2 separate regions of the Sus scrofa genome follow, and region 2 is linked to region 1. Evidence: chromatin contacts called from public Hi-C data. All regions are on one chromosome and are shown on one strand. Each heading gives the region's core, a stretch centred on a gene start, on an enhancer-like site or on the middle of the called end of the contact. The rest is flanking DNA. Distances are from core to core; before and after follow the strand shown. Region 1 holds the start of HERC4 (probable E3 ubiquitin-protein ligase HERC4). Region 2 overlaps MYPN (myopalladin).

The links. A called contact is a pair of places that touch in the nucleus more often than the background predicts.
Region 2: a Hi-C map of embryonic fibroblasts shows a contact between it and region 1, with 4 times the contacts expected there. The contact joins the enhancer-like site here to the promoter of HERC4 in region 1. A contact is called at or near these places in 1 of 5 promoter capture datasets (fetal skeletal muscle), 5 of 47 Hi-C or Micro-C datasets (brain, embryonic fibroblasts, psoas muscle and 1 more) and 2 of 2 datasets of contacts at active chromatin or transcription factors (alveolar macrophages and skeletal muscle).

The regions. Positions count from the first base shown.
Region 1 is chr14:71,266,606-71,273,519 of Sscrofa11.1, reverse strand. It overlaps HERC4 (probable E3 ubiquitin-protein ligase HERC4), which reads left to right and starts at 4,003. Exons shown (of 23, transcript XR_002338528.1): 1 at 4,003-4,388; 2 at 6,208-6,511.
Region 2 is chr14:71,337,159-71,344,330 of Sscrofa11.1, reverse strand. It overlaps MYPN (myopalladin), which reads right to left. Exons shown (of 19, transcript XM_021072494.1): 6 at 1,375-1,516. Among named protein-coding and RNA genes, the nearest start is that of MYPN, 57 kb to the right of the region's middle. Within about 2 kb of position 5,215, at least 26 of the 83 cell types and tissues checked have an H3K27ac peak or open chromatin away from gene starts, as enhancers often do. A contact at or near this core is called in embryonic fibroblasts, fetal skeletal muscle and skeletal muscle, where this site is marked.

The DNA.
Region 1 (6,914 bases), core at 2,754-5,253:
GAAGATTTGTGGAAGAATCTTGTAAAAGATCTGACTGCCGTGTGTATATTCTGAGTTGAAGCCATAATACTAGGTCAAAGGCCAAAGAGAAAGGATGACCATGGCGATCATAAGACAGGGGATTAAAAGTGCAGGGAGGAACTCAGAGAGGAATAGAAGAAAATGTGACCATGCAACTGTTTGATTGACAGCCCTAATCTTGGAAAGCAAGAATGTGAAAAATGACTAGGGGAGGCTTTTCCTGTTCTCCACTCAAGGTGGAATCTACAACATGGTTGCAATAGGTGACAAATACTTTTGGACAGTACAATCTTGTTCTTTCAAAGTTAACAATAAAAGGACTAACTTTGCTATACATTTCATTTCCCCTTTGTTGGAACGTATGTTGGTTTTAATTTTTGTTATTAGAAATAACATGACAATAAACATCTATGTTCACATTTTTATTTGCCTGCCTCTTTGTTTTTATTTCTCTCATGTACTAGAATTGGGAGAGTGGTACACAATAGGTGCTTAATAAAGATTTGTTAAGTGATCCTTCTGTTTCCTTATTTCTTTAGAACAGAGTCCAGAAATGATATAATGTAGGTAAGTGGTTTAGTGCAATGTCTCACGATAAATATTGCTATGATTTGGAACTATTGTTAAGTGAAATTTACTGACACTTGAAACATATCACCAAATTTATTTATAAAAATGTTGTGATAATTTACAATATTGTCAGCATCATGAATTAATTAATTCAATAAATAATTTCTGAGCACATGCTATATGCCGGGAACTGATCAAGGTATTAAGGAATAGAGCACTGAGGAAAAACTCCTGCCTTTATGGAGTCTTCTTTCCAGTGAAAGAGATAAACGTTTATATATCTACCTATATACTATATACTTATAGATGGCACATAATTATTTAAATTTATCCATATATGACATATGTAATATAATAAGTATATTATACATTTGTGTATAATACAATAAACATCAGGTGGTAATAATAATAACAGATACAAGAGAAAATAAAGTAGAATAAAATTATAGAGCGTGAGGGGTAGTTTTTTGGATAGGTTGGTCGGGGAAGTCTGGAGAGATGACATGAGCAGAGATTTGAATGAAGGATGTCAGGAGGGGTACAGCACAAGCAATATGGCTGATGAAAGGGAGCATGGGGAAGAGGGGGACAAAATGAATACCTATTTTAGTGGTCTCTCAACAGTCTGAGCATTTTTAAAAAATGAAAATAACACAAAAAGTAAAACAATTTTATTTTTGTTCTAAATTAAAATTATATTGGAGTTCCTGTTGTGGCTCTGTGGGTTATGAACCCGACTAGCGCATGCAGGTTTGATCCCTGGCCTCACTCAGTGGGTTAAGGATCTGGCGTTGCCATGAGCTATGGTGGAGGTCACAGACCAGCTCGGATCCCATGTTGCTGTGGCTGTGGTGTAGGCCGGCAGGTACAGCTCTGATTTGACCCCTAGACTGGGAATTTCCATATGCTGCAGGGGTGGGCCAAAAAAAAATTATATCGTTATTGGTGATATGGAATGCTTTCCCAAATGGTCTCTTACTACTTGTAGTTTAGGAGAGATGATATTAGTAATACTAAAAGGTAACATTTACAAACCACTGGCTTTATTCAAGGCACTGTACATGTTATTAAATCTTCACAATGAAGTGAGATATGGATTATTAACTTCGCCCACTTATAGAAATTGTGACTGAGGAGTTATTTTCTGTAAAACAGACTATTAGTAAATGCCTGTAGGTGTCTTTGAGAGGATAGAAGGATAGTGGCCTGCAGGCTCAGGCTCTGAATCCAAACAAACCAGCACCACAAGCCGATACTCATCATCAATTACTCATGCTGCTTTTATACAACAAATTCACATTATCCTAATAACCTTCTGCTCCTATGCTTGTCTCACTTTAAAGGTAATTATAGGCTACTTTCTAAGATCTTACATCATAGTTTCATAGATTTATAAGGTTAAAAGTAACATATAGAAAATTCCATTTCACTTTTTATACGCAAGACCTGTATTTTAGAATATTCTAAATAAAATATCTTATTCCAGAGAATGAGTATCTATAAATTCCCAAGTTATTCATATAGTATGACAAGACAAATGTAAAATTTGTGGCTTATTTGTGTACAACTTAATCTAATTTCAAGGTTAACTGCTTTTCTAGAAAATTAGAATATTATTTATCAAAACCTACATAAAATAATTCTAGAAAGAGATGCATCTGTGTGGCAGAGATAGCTGTCCACTAATTCATGCTCTCTTCTACGGTTTAAAGTGATACCTGGGAACTCAGACAGGGATTATGTTTCCTAGTCCCCTTGCATATAGGTATGTACTTGTTGCTAATATTATGTGTGCAGATGTGATATGTGGCACCTCCCAGACAAAAGTTTTAAGAACATCAGTTTTCAATCATTAGGAACACCCACTTTGAATGTGAAAAAGATACAAAAAATAGTTTTATTATGTTCCTGCTCATATTTTGGTGTCATTTGTTGCAGCATCAAGTACATATCTTAAAGATCCCAAATCCCATAACTTCCCCTTTAATGATACATTCTGAGGCATCAAGGCATGATAGTTAAAAGACAACAAAAGGCCTATGAGGACAATGAAGCTATCAAAATAAGAATTCAGTATGTTTCATGGGCATCACCACCACTCCTAATGTTGAAATTATGCTTCCTTTGCTCAAGTATCTTATAATTTTACTCTTATTTCTGTAAGAAATTAGGTTGTGCATTGTACTGGGTTTTCCAGAGTTAAAGTCCTAGCCTCCAGTACCTAAGAATGTGACCTTATTTGGGAATAAGGTCTTTGCAGATGCAATCTGGGTAAAAAGAGGTCACAATGGATTAGGGTGGGCCCTAATCCAATGACTGGTATCCTTATAAGAGGAAAATTGGGACATAGAAACACAAGGAAGAACACCATGTGGACATGGAGGCAGGGATTAGAGTGGTGGTGTATCTACAAGACAAAGAATGCCAAGGTTTGTCAGCAACCACCAGAAGCTAGGAGAGATGTATGGGCAAGATTCTCTGCCTGCGACCCTAAGAGAGACCCAATCCTGCTGCCACCTTGAGTTCAGACTTCTGACCTCCGTAAGTGTGAGACAATAAATTCCTATTGTTTCAAGCTACTGAATTCGTGGTATTTACAGTATTTTGTTATGACAGCCTCAAGAAACTAATACACATACATATTCCAGCAGAGAGACACTTCCCAACCTGAAATATAATTTTCACTGAGATAAAGAAACATGGCTTACTGTGGAATTATTTCTAGGTTCTCAACATCCACTCTAAGATGAGGTACTAGAAGTCTAACAAAATTTCAGGAGTGCCTTGTTTCAAGTTTTCTTCCTTAACTGGTCTAGGAAATCTGGATTTCGCTTTTATAAGGCAGGGCTCTAGCCATACACGTTATTTAATTTTCCCTGAATGAAGGAGGCCCTTCATTATAAGTTTATCTCCCAGGGTGAGTGCAGAAAATTATGGCAGCCTTCACTTTATCAGGAACCTTAACGCCAGAAGGTTCCATCATTGCCCTGAATACATCTGGCACAACCCAGATTAGCTCCAGCTGAGGCTAAGGGATGACATAAGAGACTTCGCCAGCCTTTGTATCCGTATTTGTGATGTCTGTGATGCTACTTCAAATTCTCCTTGGATAATGGAATAAAAAGAAAGACTGGAACCAATATACGAAAAGGAAACTTAGCCAAAAAACGAAGAGATTTCCTTCACTAAAAGATTCCTGTGCACGCTGAAACGCTTTTATAAGTCACACCAAACACCCGGTTTGACGTGCAAACTTCAGCTTCTGTATTCGGGGACTTCCTCTTGAGCAAAGGCAAAGCGGCATACTGCGCAAGCGTCCGGCTTGGTTTGCCCTGGGAGAATTCCGGCGCAGGCGCCCGGGCCGTGAAGTGGGTGGGCTCACGCGCGTGCTCCGAGGTTCACTTCCGGCCAACCCCTCCCCCTCCCTCGCGTTACCACCTCCCCTTCTCCATTCTCCTCCCCTGTCTTTTCCTCAACTCTCCCCACCCCTACGCTCTCCGCCCCACTCGGCTTCTGTCCTTCCCCTCCCGCTCTATCCGGGTCGCCGACGGCTGTCTCTGGACTGGACAGCGGTGGCGGCTGCTTTTCTCTGAGGAGCCCGGTAAAGTTTCACAGGCGCCGGGGAGGGGAGCAGCGGAACAGCTTCACTGACGCCGGAGGAGCTCTGGTGTTCGCCGCCACTGGCTGAAGGAAGAGAGCCCGGGAGCTGGAGACCTGCCTCAGCTGCCGCGCTGCCTTGCTCTCGGGGAAGGCGCCGCCCCCCGTCGCCCTGGGCTTCCCTTGCCTTGAGGGGCCGGGTGAGTCGTTGCCCCGGTGGGTTCGGGGGCGTGTGACGGCGTTAGGGAGGGGGGAGGCCGGGCTGGGCGGATACAGGCCGGCCTGGCGCAGGGTGCTTTCTCAGCGTTTCCTCGGGGTTGGGGGTGGGGGACTGGGGCAGCGTCGGGGGCCCCTGGCCCGGGAGTTGGAATGTCGCACCTCCCTGGGGAAGGGCCTCTCGGGGACCGAGGGCCGCCGAGGTGCCGAGCCTCATCCGCTGGCCTCTGGGGCTGCTGCGAGCTGGCGGGAGGGCGGCTGCCGTGGATGACTGGTCGGCCCGCGAGGTTGGGTGTGTGCAGATGATTTTTCTCCCCCGGTCTCCCTGAGCCGATCTGAGTGCACGTTCAAGGAATGGTGGGAAGAAACTGCTTCTCATTCTCCTACCTGTTGCTGGCGAGAGGACACCTTTCCCATACCCTCTGACTTTTTAAAGGAAAGAGATGGTTAAACCTCGTGCCGGAATCGGGGATTATTTTCCTGTCTTAAAAAAAACTAATAAAATAAATAAAAACAGTGTAGAAGACAGTGTAGAACTCTCTGGAACTATCGAGTTCTGATGCCCCAAAAGAATGAAATTAAAGTTTTCCTAATGGATGGTTCATGGAATGAGACAGCATCAGCACTTGCTAGCCCTAGCGTAGGAAAGTTGGGTTTTGAAACTTAGGTTCTCTGTAAGGAATGTGGGTAACTACAGCAAGAATAAGGCTGACTTCCTGTAATTGTGTTATTTAGTAACACGATGTGTCTAAAAATCTGTGTAGTTTTAGATGAAGTGAATTCTTTGTTACCCATGTCTTTATAAGCGAAGAAATAGTCAGTGTACTGGAAAGTTCTACAGATTTCGCCACCAATCAGTGACCCAGCCCCCATTCCTATTCTTGAAATATCGGTAGTGCCAGAGTTGTTTGCAGTTTTTTTTTTTTTTCCCCATCTTCGAATAATTATCTCAGAGGTATAGATAGATATTCATTGCCCCAGGGAAATATTTTTCAGTCACGGTTACCACTCGTAATAGAAAATACTGGATTTTTTGGGGGGGAGGAAACCTTGATTTTTAAACTGCATACTTTCTTTTGTATTATAATTAGGTATATTGGTTTAGTTTTAAAATTAAATTAGTAGTGAGTCGGAGTGTTAACATTGATTTGTAAAGTGTGACCTTTGGAGGTGATTTTCTTTTAAGATCAGAGCTTGACTAGAGAATCATAGTTTTCCCTGGGGTCTATTAGTATGAATAGTTGGAAGAGTCATTTAAGTTGTGGGAAATTTAAAGTTTCCATTATTGGTTTAATTTTTCTAGTACAAATAAGAACTTCAATTTTTGGTTAGTGTGGAGGTAGGTATTAGAAGGTCTAATTATTCTGTGACTTGAGGGAGATTACAAAGGTTTATGTATGCTATTGCAAGGTTTTCACTGAGTATATATCTGATTTGGGGGGGGCAGTGGATAAATGTCATTTCTTGCGCTGACTGAAACTATTCAAAGAGAAAAGGTTAATTTCATTGGAGTTCTTAATATTTCAATTAGGTTAGTATATCATAAGAAAACAGAAAGTCATATTTAGTTAATATTTTAAACTTTGCAAAGAATCGTGGGGAGTGATGTATTTTCCTAAACATTTCTATATGATATACTTTTAAGATTTACAACTGATTGGTTTTTGAAACTGAATGGTACTTATGTAGCACATTATAGACTTCATGTTTACTGCATAGTAATTATTGTAGCCTAGCACTTGAAAGAGCAATTATACATTATATTTTCTTTGAAGTCATGTTAACTTTTTTCTGTCTTCTCAGACATAGGGATACCTCCAACTTGCCAGTGTTTCAGAAGGGAGTTTTTATTGAAACTGGAAGACCAAGAGAATTACAAACATGTTGTGCTGGGGAAATGCATCTTTTGGACAGCTAGGCTTGGGTGGAATTGATGAAGAAATCGTACTAGAGCCCAGAAAAAGTGACTTTTTTATAAATAAAAAGGTTCGAGATGTAGGATGTGGACTCAGACATACAGTATTTGTTCTGGATGATGGAACAGTGTACACATGTGGATGTAATGATCTAGGACAGCTAGGTCATGAAAAATCCAGAAAGAAACCAGGTAAGTTGAAAAATTTTTGTTTGCTATTGCTAATAATTACATCATTTAAGTTTGAAATGTCAAAAAGTTTCTCTAGTCCTAAACCCATGTCATGGTTTAAAAGCAGACTAGAGTTTAAATATGTCCTTTACATTTGCATGCTTCTAAGTACTTTAATTATTTTGTGGTTTCTTTTAACAACTGCTATTACAGACTTTTAAGTGGTTTCAGAACAATTAAGGTGATGTAAAACAGAGAAAACCACCTGCTGAACAGTGTATAAATCTTCTTTGGGGCCGAGTATATAGGTATAGAATCTACAGTATGTAGGTTCTCTTTTGTAATTACTGTTCAGCCACCCTGGGCAGGTTTTAAATGTGTAATTTACCGTGTTGTTTTCTATACATCAGAAAGGAAAAATAAG
Region 2 (7,172 bases), core at 3,966-6,465, 70 kb before region 1:
CCACCTCTGATTAGTGAAGTCAGATTAAAACAAGTGTTCCCATTTTGGGAATTAGTGAGGATTAAAAAAACTTTTAATGCCCATTGTTGCTGAAGGTATAAGACAAAAGGAATTCTCATATGTTGCTGCTTGTGGTAGAATGTAGCTGGAACAACATGTGTCCCAGTCAAATGGGGCAGATGTGGTTTATTGCAGGGATCTTTGTATAATAATTAATAGCACCCTCTTTTACTCCCCAGAATGTCCCAGATTAGATGATCAATTATATTGATCATCCTAAATTTAGTTCAGCCTTTTTGGATGGAATTTTGGCAGTTTATGTCAAAAGCCTTTTAAAAATGTGAATTTATAGTAACAAGTCTAATTCTCAAATTTATTTTCACAGTTATTGACAAAGATCTTCTTTGCTAACATGCTTTGAAACACACTTTATAATAATAAAAATTTGTGAACAATCTACATGTTCAACAATAGAGATTAAATAAATATGAAATTGTATCAATTTATTTTTAAAAGTAAAAACATCTATCAATTAGATTGGAAAGATATTCATGAAACATTAAGTGAATAAAATCAATTTACAAAAAAGTATGGTTTATTTTGAAAAAACATCTGCATAGAAACATTTTTGGAGAATATACACCAAAATAGTAACAGGGTTTAGTCTGGTGGGTCATGATTATAAGCGTCTTTTTTTTTTTTTTTTTTTTTTTTGCTTTTTAGGGCCACACCTGTGGCATATGGCAATGCCCAGGTTAGGGTCAAATTGGAGCTAAGCTGCCAGCCTACACCACTGCCACAGCAATGTCAGATCCAAGTCGTGTCTGCAACCTACACCACAGCTCACGGCAACACTGAATCCTTAACCCATTGAATGAGGCCAGGGATTGAACCACATCCTCATGTATACTAATTGGATTCGTTTCCCCGGGCCACAGTGAGAACTCCCTATAAGTGATTTTTAGCTTATTCTTTTTCATTACATTTTAATTAGTTGTTAAAAGTTCTAATAAATGTACACACTTTAAAAATGAAAATAAATGTAGACAATAAATTTATAGAAATTATCAGAAAAATAATTTTAGGAGCTCCCACCATGGCACAGCAGAAATGAATCTGGTTAGGAACCACAAAGTTGTGGGTTTGATCCCTGGCCTCACTCAGTGGGTTAAGGATCCAGCGTTGCCCTGAGCTGTGGTGTAGGTTGCAGATGAGGCTCGGATCCTGCGTTGCTGTGGCTGTGGCGTAGGCTGGTGGCTACAGCTCTGATTAGACCCCTAGGCTGGGAACCTCCATATGCCATGGGTGCAGCCCTAAAAAGACCAAAAAAGAAAGAAAGAAAGAAAGAAAAATAATTTTAAAGCATCAACTTACTTTTCTGTAAAATTCTAAAATCTGGAGAATCTTCTATCAAGGTCCCCTCTCTGTACCACTCAACTTTAGGAGATGGAGCTCCTTTTACTCTGCATTCGAAGACAACCAGCTGACCCTCAGAAGCTGATAGATTTTGTAACATCTGTAATAAGAAGAATATTCTTAGAAACCAAAATTATACACTTTTTGGAATCTACTTCCAGTGCAGAATTTTAGAAAAAGATACCATTGCCTCCATATTTGGATTTTCTCCAAATCTTGTACATTTTCAGCATCTTCAATTCTGAATGTACATTGAATCTATTTTTGAAGATAGAATCGTTTGAGCCCTTAGGAAGCTTTTTCCTCACTGTCTTTTTCCTTTTCCTCTCTGTTGAGTGCCAGACAAATTTACTGAGTACTAGGCAAAACATTTGGAAAGTTTGCAAAATACTAATTTTTTTGTAAAGTAATTCTGCTTCATTTAAGAAAATGCCCAAGTGGAGTTTGGTTTTCAGAAATAACAATTTTGAAAATCTGCAATGAGTGTCTACTAGCTGTATTCAGCCTGAGAGTAATGTATTTTTCCATGCAGGAATCTTCCTTGAGGTGGAACATCTCTGTGGCTCAAGACTGACTCTTTTCTTGACTTTGCCTTGTCTACCTTTTGTAGTCCTGGAAATTGACTTTTGTTTTGCTATTTTGTTTTCCTTTTGTATTTTTTACAGTATAGCCTCCATGTCTGTTGAGGGAGATAAACAATGACAGTTTCTATAAAATCAGCCACATGTGGAGTCCTACATCATGGTGAAAATAAGTCATAATTTTGTGAAGGCATCAGTAAACACTCTTCCACACTTCCACACAAAAAAGTTGACAAAAATCACTTTCAATTGTAAAATATCAGTATATGTTGTATTAGACTCTATGGGAGAATGGAACTCACATGCTCCTTTCACAACTTGTCTTTCCCTCATTGTGATTTGTGAACTTAAAGTCACACATTCATTTGTGTAGTTGGTACTTCATTTGATTATGAAATACTCCTTTGGCATATTTTTGTTTTTAATTTTAGCCAAAATATTATAAATATGGAAAGGTTATGATTAACTTCCTCTACAAGCTCCATTAACAACAAATACTACAAGGCTTGTATTATTACAATTTTGACATCTGCCTTTAGGAAATATTGGCTCTTGCTTTGGAGAAGGGGAAAGCCTTCTGCTTTGGTCATTCACTCTTATAAATATTTTGTGATTGTTTATAGCTCTTGTCCTAACAATTTATGACATTTCGTGCATGGGCCATCATATTTACTGCATTTACATAAGGAGTACAGGATTGAGGATGGCCACATGGCTTAGCTTAGTCTTTTAGGAGACTTTTACCTCAGAAGGGTGTGTAAATTTGTTTTTGAACTCCAGGGGGCGCTGCAGTTCAAAGTTAGTATTTTGTCCTTTGCATTTTCAAATTTGTTTGCTGAAGCAATTCAGGATGGGATTGGCACAGAGTGGTTTCTGAAGTAGTAAGGAACTATTTGATTAAAAACCTGGTCATTCCTCGTCTACCCCAAAACAGTAGCTTTTAGTGACAAGAATGGAATGTTCTCAGTAAGCAGGGAACATCAGCGAGTCTTGGGTGCTCCTGGCAAGCGGGTGAATATGCCTTCCACTCTGACATCTGAGTAAATTCTGTGCTAAAATGGTAGTTTGGGAGCCTGTTCAAAACCTTAATGGCAGGAGTTCCCGTCGTGGCGCAGTGGTTAACGAATCCGACTAGGATCCATGAGGTTGCGGGTTCGATCCCTGCCCTTGCTCAGTGGGTTGACAATTGCCGTGAGCTGTGGTGTAGGTTGCAGACGCGGCTTGGATCCCGCGTTGCTGTGGCCCTGGCCTAGGCTGGTAGCTACAGCTCCAATTCGACCCCTAGCCTGGGAACCTCCATATGCCGCGGGAGTGGCCCAAAGAAAGAGCAAAAAAGACAAAAAAAAAAAAAACCCTTAATGACAGAAGATATCTCCCTGGGATTCATACATAATGAAATTTCATTCCTTTTGAGGCAAACAAATTAGAAAACCAAAGCAACCCCCCCCAAAAAAAAGTGGTAGCAGAGGGATTGAATAAATAAAATACAGGGATGCATATTAAAAAATGGATGTAAGCAGAATGAGGTCAATCTATACATTCTCTCTCTTTTTTTTTTTTTTTTTTTTTTTTTTTTTAGGGCCAAACCTGTGGCATGTGGAAGTTCCCAGGCTAGGGGTTGAATAGGAGCTTCAGCTGCTGACCTACACCACAGCCACAGCAACACCGGATCCTTAACCCACTGAGCTGAGCCAGGGACCAAACCCAAGTCCTTAAGTATACCAGTTGGGTTCACTTCTGCTGAGCCACAACAGGAACACTAATGTATATATTCTGACATGGCCTGTGGTTCAGATATGTGAACCAGTTCTCAATCTGCAGAGGTTATACCAAAGTCCTGCTTGCAAAGGGACTTCTTTGAGAGAGTATATTACTCACAGTTGAGACCAACATTAGTTGGTTGTAATTATTCACTTGTCTTTGAAGCCCAAGGCCTGTCTGTGTTCTGTTTGAGAGTTCAGCCAATATACCTGAGATACTATGCTTATAGAATATGCCTGCTAAGTGTCTGCAATGTGAGATGGAAGCTCATTCCAGCATGACACATCAATACTCAGTGAAGGAGTTGCCCCGAGTCATCTTAACGAGCCACTTAGAAGAGATTGTTGAAAGTCATAGTTTGAAGGATGATGGTTGTTTTGTCGAAAACTGTGCTTTTCTACCAAAGTCTCACGAGAAGAAATTGGCTCACACGACTGCACGTCAGGTCCAAACCAGTTACACCATCTGAACATGGTGTAGATAGGGCCATGTTCAACACACAGCAGCAGGTCTTAGGCTGTTACCAAGAGAACATTGTATACAGACTCGATCCTATTCTTCTTGACTTTCTTGAAGATGAATAAGGCATGAAACCATCCCTAACTAGCAAAGATTAAATTAGCCTTAATTAGGAATTATAGATCTGAACTCAAAGTCACTGTAACAAAAAAGTCTACACCCTCCTGAGGTAAATAGTATCCAATGATTAAATCTGTCGTGTGGTTCATCACCATGCTGATCATCTGGGAAGACCTTCTCTGTAGGGGGACACGGAACCTTGAGAAGAAGTTTTCCACAGGCATTTGATATTGGATTTCTTTCTCTATTCCTCCTAAAGACATGCTAAAATCACAAAGCGATGAAAGCAATAATTCCTTCTTAGCTGAAATGGAAGTTATTTACCACAGAATAAGTATTACTATGTGCCTGCTCTGTGCCAGATGTTATAAATGTGAGCTAAAAGGACACAGTTCCGCTTAGTGGATCTATATCTGGAAGTATAATGCAGGGACATCCTTGGGAAAAGGCATCTCCCCCATTGATTAAAAGAGGGCAGCTACAAGGTTCATATTGTCATTTTATTTTTTAAATCCAGTTGCTGTTTTTGCACCTTGTAAGATGCTGGAAGTGAAGGTGTATATGCTTTAGGCTGGATCAGAGCAGTTTTTTTTACTGATAAGTCTTTGAAGACCTTTTTTGCTCCTACATTGTTACAAGTGCCCAGGGTAGAGCTGTGTCAGAGAAGTCTCTGGAATTGTCAAGTTGGGGAGGGGGGCCCATGTAGTCTTCAGAAACTTAGATCTGACCACTGGCCCAGTTATTTCAGGGTTTCCTGTCTCTGCTATTATATAATGAAGTGCTGTTCTTCAAATTTTCACTTCCCCTGCCCCCTTGCACTCTTCAAATTACTGCTGAAGCAGTTGGAGCCAAGGCTGCTGCAGCCTTGAAAGCCTGCCAGAGCAGCTGCTGTTGGAGTGGGAGCAGTGATCAGAGTAAGATTCTAATTGATCATATACTTCCCTGCACACTCAAGAAGTGTGAGCACGCTCCCCCCCCCCAAAGAAACAGAATGAAAGTGTTTTTGATACTGTACAGAAGATGGAGGATAGTCTATCTCCATAAAATATTTTAGAACATAATTATCACTTACAGGTAGAGCAGTGAACTAGCATATGTGGCCCCAGGCTTCTCTCAAACTCTACCACTGTTTTGCTGTGCAACCATCCTTTTTAAAAGAGGGTAATACCAGTACTTCCCCATCATCAGAACAGGAGTTAAATAAAAGTCTGCTCTCTAATCATTGCTTTAAAAAAATGGCCTCTTGCCATGACTGGCAAAGAAATGCTTTGTTGGGCAGTATAGAAAGTGAGTCATAGGGACTGGAATGCCAGAAGTCCCTAAAGAAGTAAATAGAGCAGGAATAACCCGAACAGACATATGCCAGTGATCAGTTATCATGGCTCATGCCACGTGATTACCATCATCAGTGGCTCTGACTCAGAAATTTTCTAATGACACTGGCAGTGACTATGACCTCAATTCTGCCCTTACCCATGGAAACTAACGCAAGCACATCGTTGCTGATAAGTCCCTCTGGAATCTGAGCCACAGCCTATCCTAGGGCCTTACGTCTGAACAGCCCTGATCCCATTTATGGAGGCAAAAGCATACTTCCCGAGGGCTGAGAAAGCCTCACCAGAGTGTGAGTCTCTGTACTTGGTACTGTTTTCCCACCATGGATCAAATGTTTTTGGAGATTTATCTAACAAACAGCAGAGACTGATGACAAATTCATTTCCCCATTTTTATTTATCAAAGACATATATGTATCTGCAATTCAGAGCATCTAATGAGAGGGAGGTAAGCAATCACTATACAAAAGCAGCTAAACTTTGAGCTCCCGTCATGGCTCAGCAGTTAACAATCTGACTTGCATCCATGAGGATGCAGGTTCCATCCCTGGCCATGCTCAGTGGGTTAAGGATCCGGCTTTGCTGTGAGCTGTGATGCAGGTCACAGAAGTGGCTTGGATCCTGTGTGTCTGTGGTGTAGGCTGGTAGCTACAGCTCTGATTCAGCCCCAGCCTGGGAACCTCCATATGTTGTGGATGCGGCCCTAAAAAGCAAATGAAGAAACAAAACAAAAAAAGAAGCAGCTAAACTTGTTGCTAACCAGTCCATGAAAATTACATGTGAAGAATGAGTGTTAAAATCCTACTAGAATAATAAAAATGGCTTTGGACTTCTTGTAACGTTTATGGACTCCTATCTAGATATTAGAGATAGCTTTCAAGATGCTCGGGAGAGACAGAAACATAAACAGCTTTATTATTGTGTTAAATATTGTACCAGAGATAGGTACCAGGTGATACAGATGCAGCAAAGACAGAGCACCCAAAAGATCTGTAAGTGTGGAGGGAGATTAAGGGCACCTGTCTGGTGTCTGGCTGGGCAGATGGTGGTGGGGAGAAGAGAGGAGGAACTCCAGTTTGGGACTGGGTATAAATCATTCTGCAGTTTAATTGCCTTTGAAGAGTCACAAAAAGTGTGACAAATGGGCATAATAAATTAAAGTGTCGAGATTAATTGGCATTTAAAGCTTTGATTTAAGGCTAGTTGACTTAGCAGTGAACTAAGAAAGGTAGCACTATCAGCTATTTCGTGCGCGCTCTTGCTCTCTCTCTCTCTCTCTCACACACACACACACACACACACACACACACACGCATGCATGCATGCACGCACGCGCGCGGTCCACTTATAACTCTTCATCGAAGTCTGGTATTCACCAAGCCAGAACATGTTGCTTTCCTACCTCAAATCTTTGAAAGTAGCAAAATTTAAATTCAGAAAGCAGATTACAAGAAACAAACCTTAAAAACTGAGGGATCTTGTTTCTCATGAAAATACATGC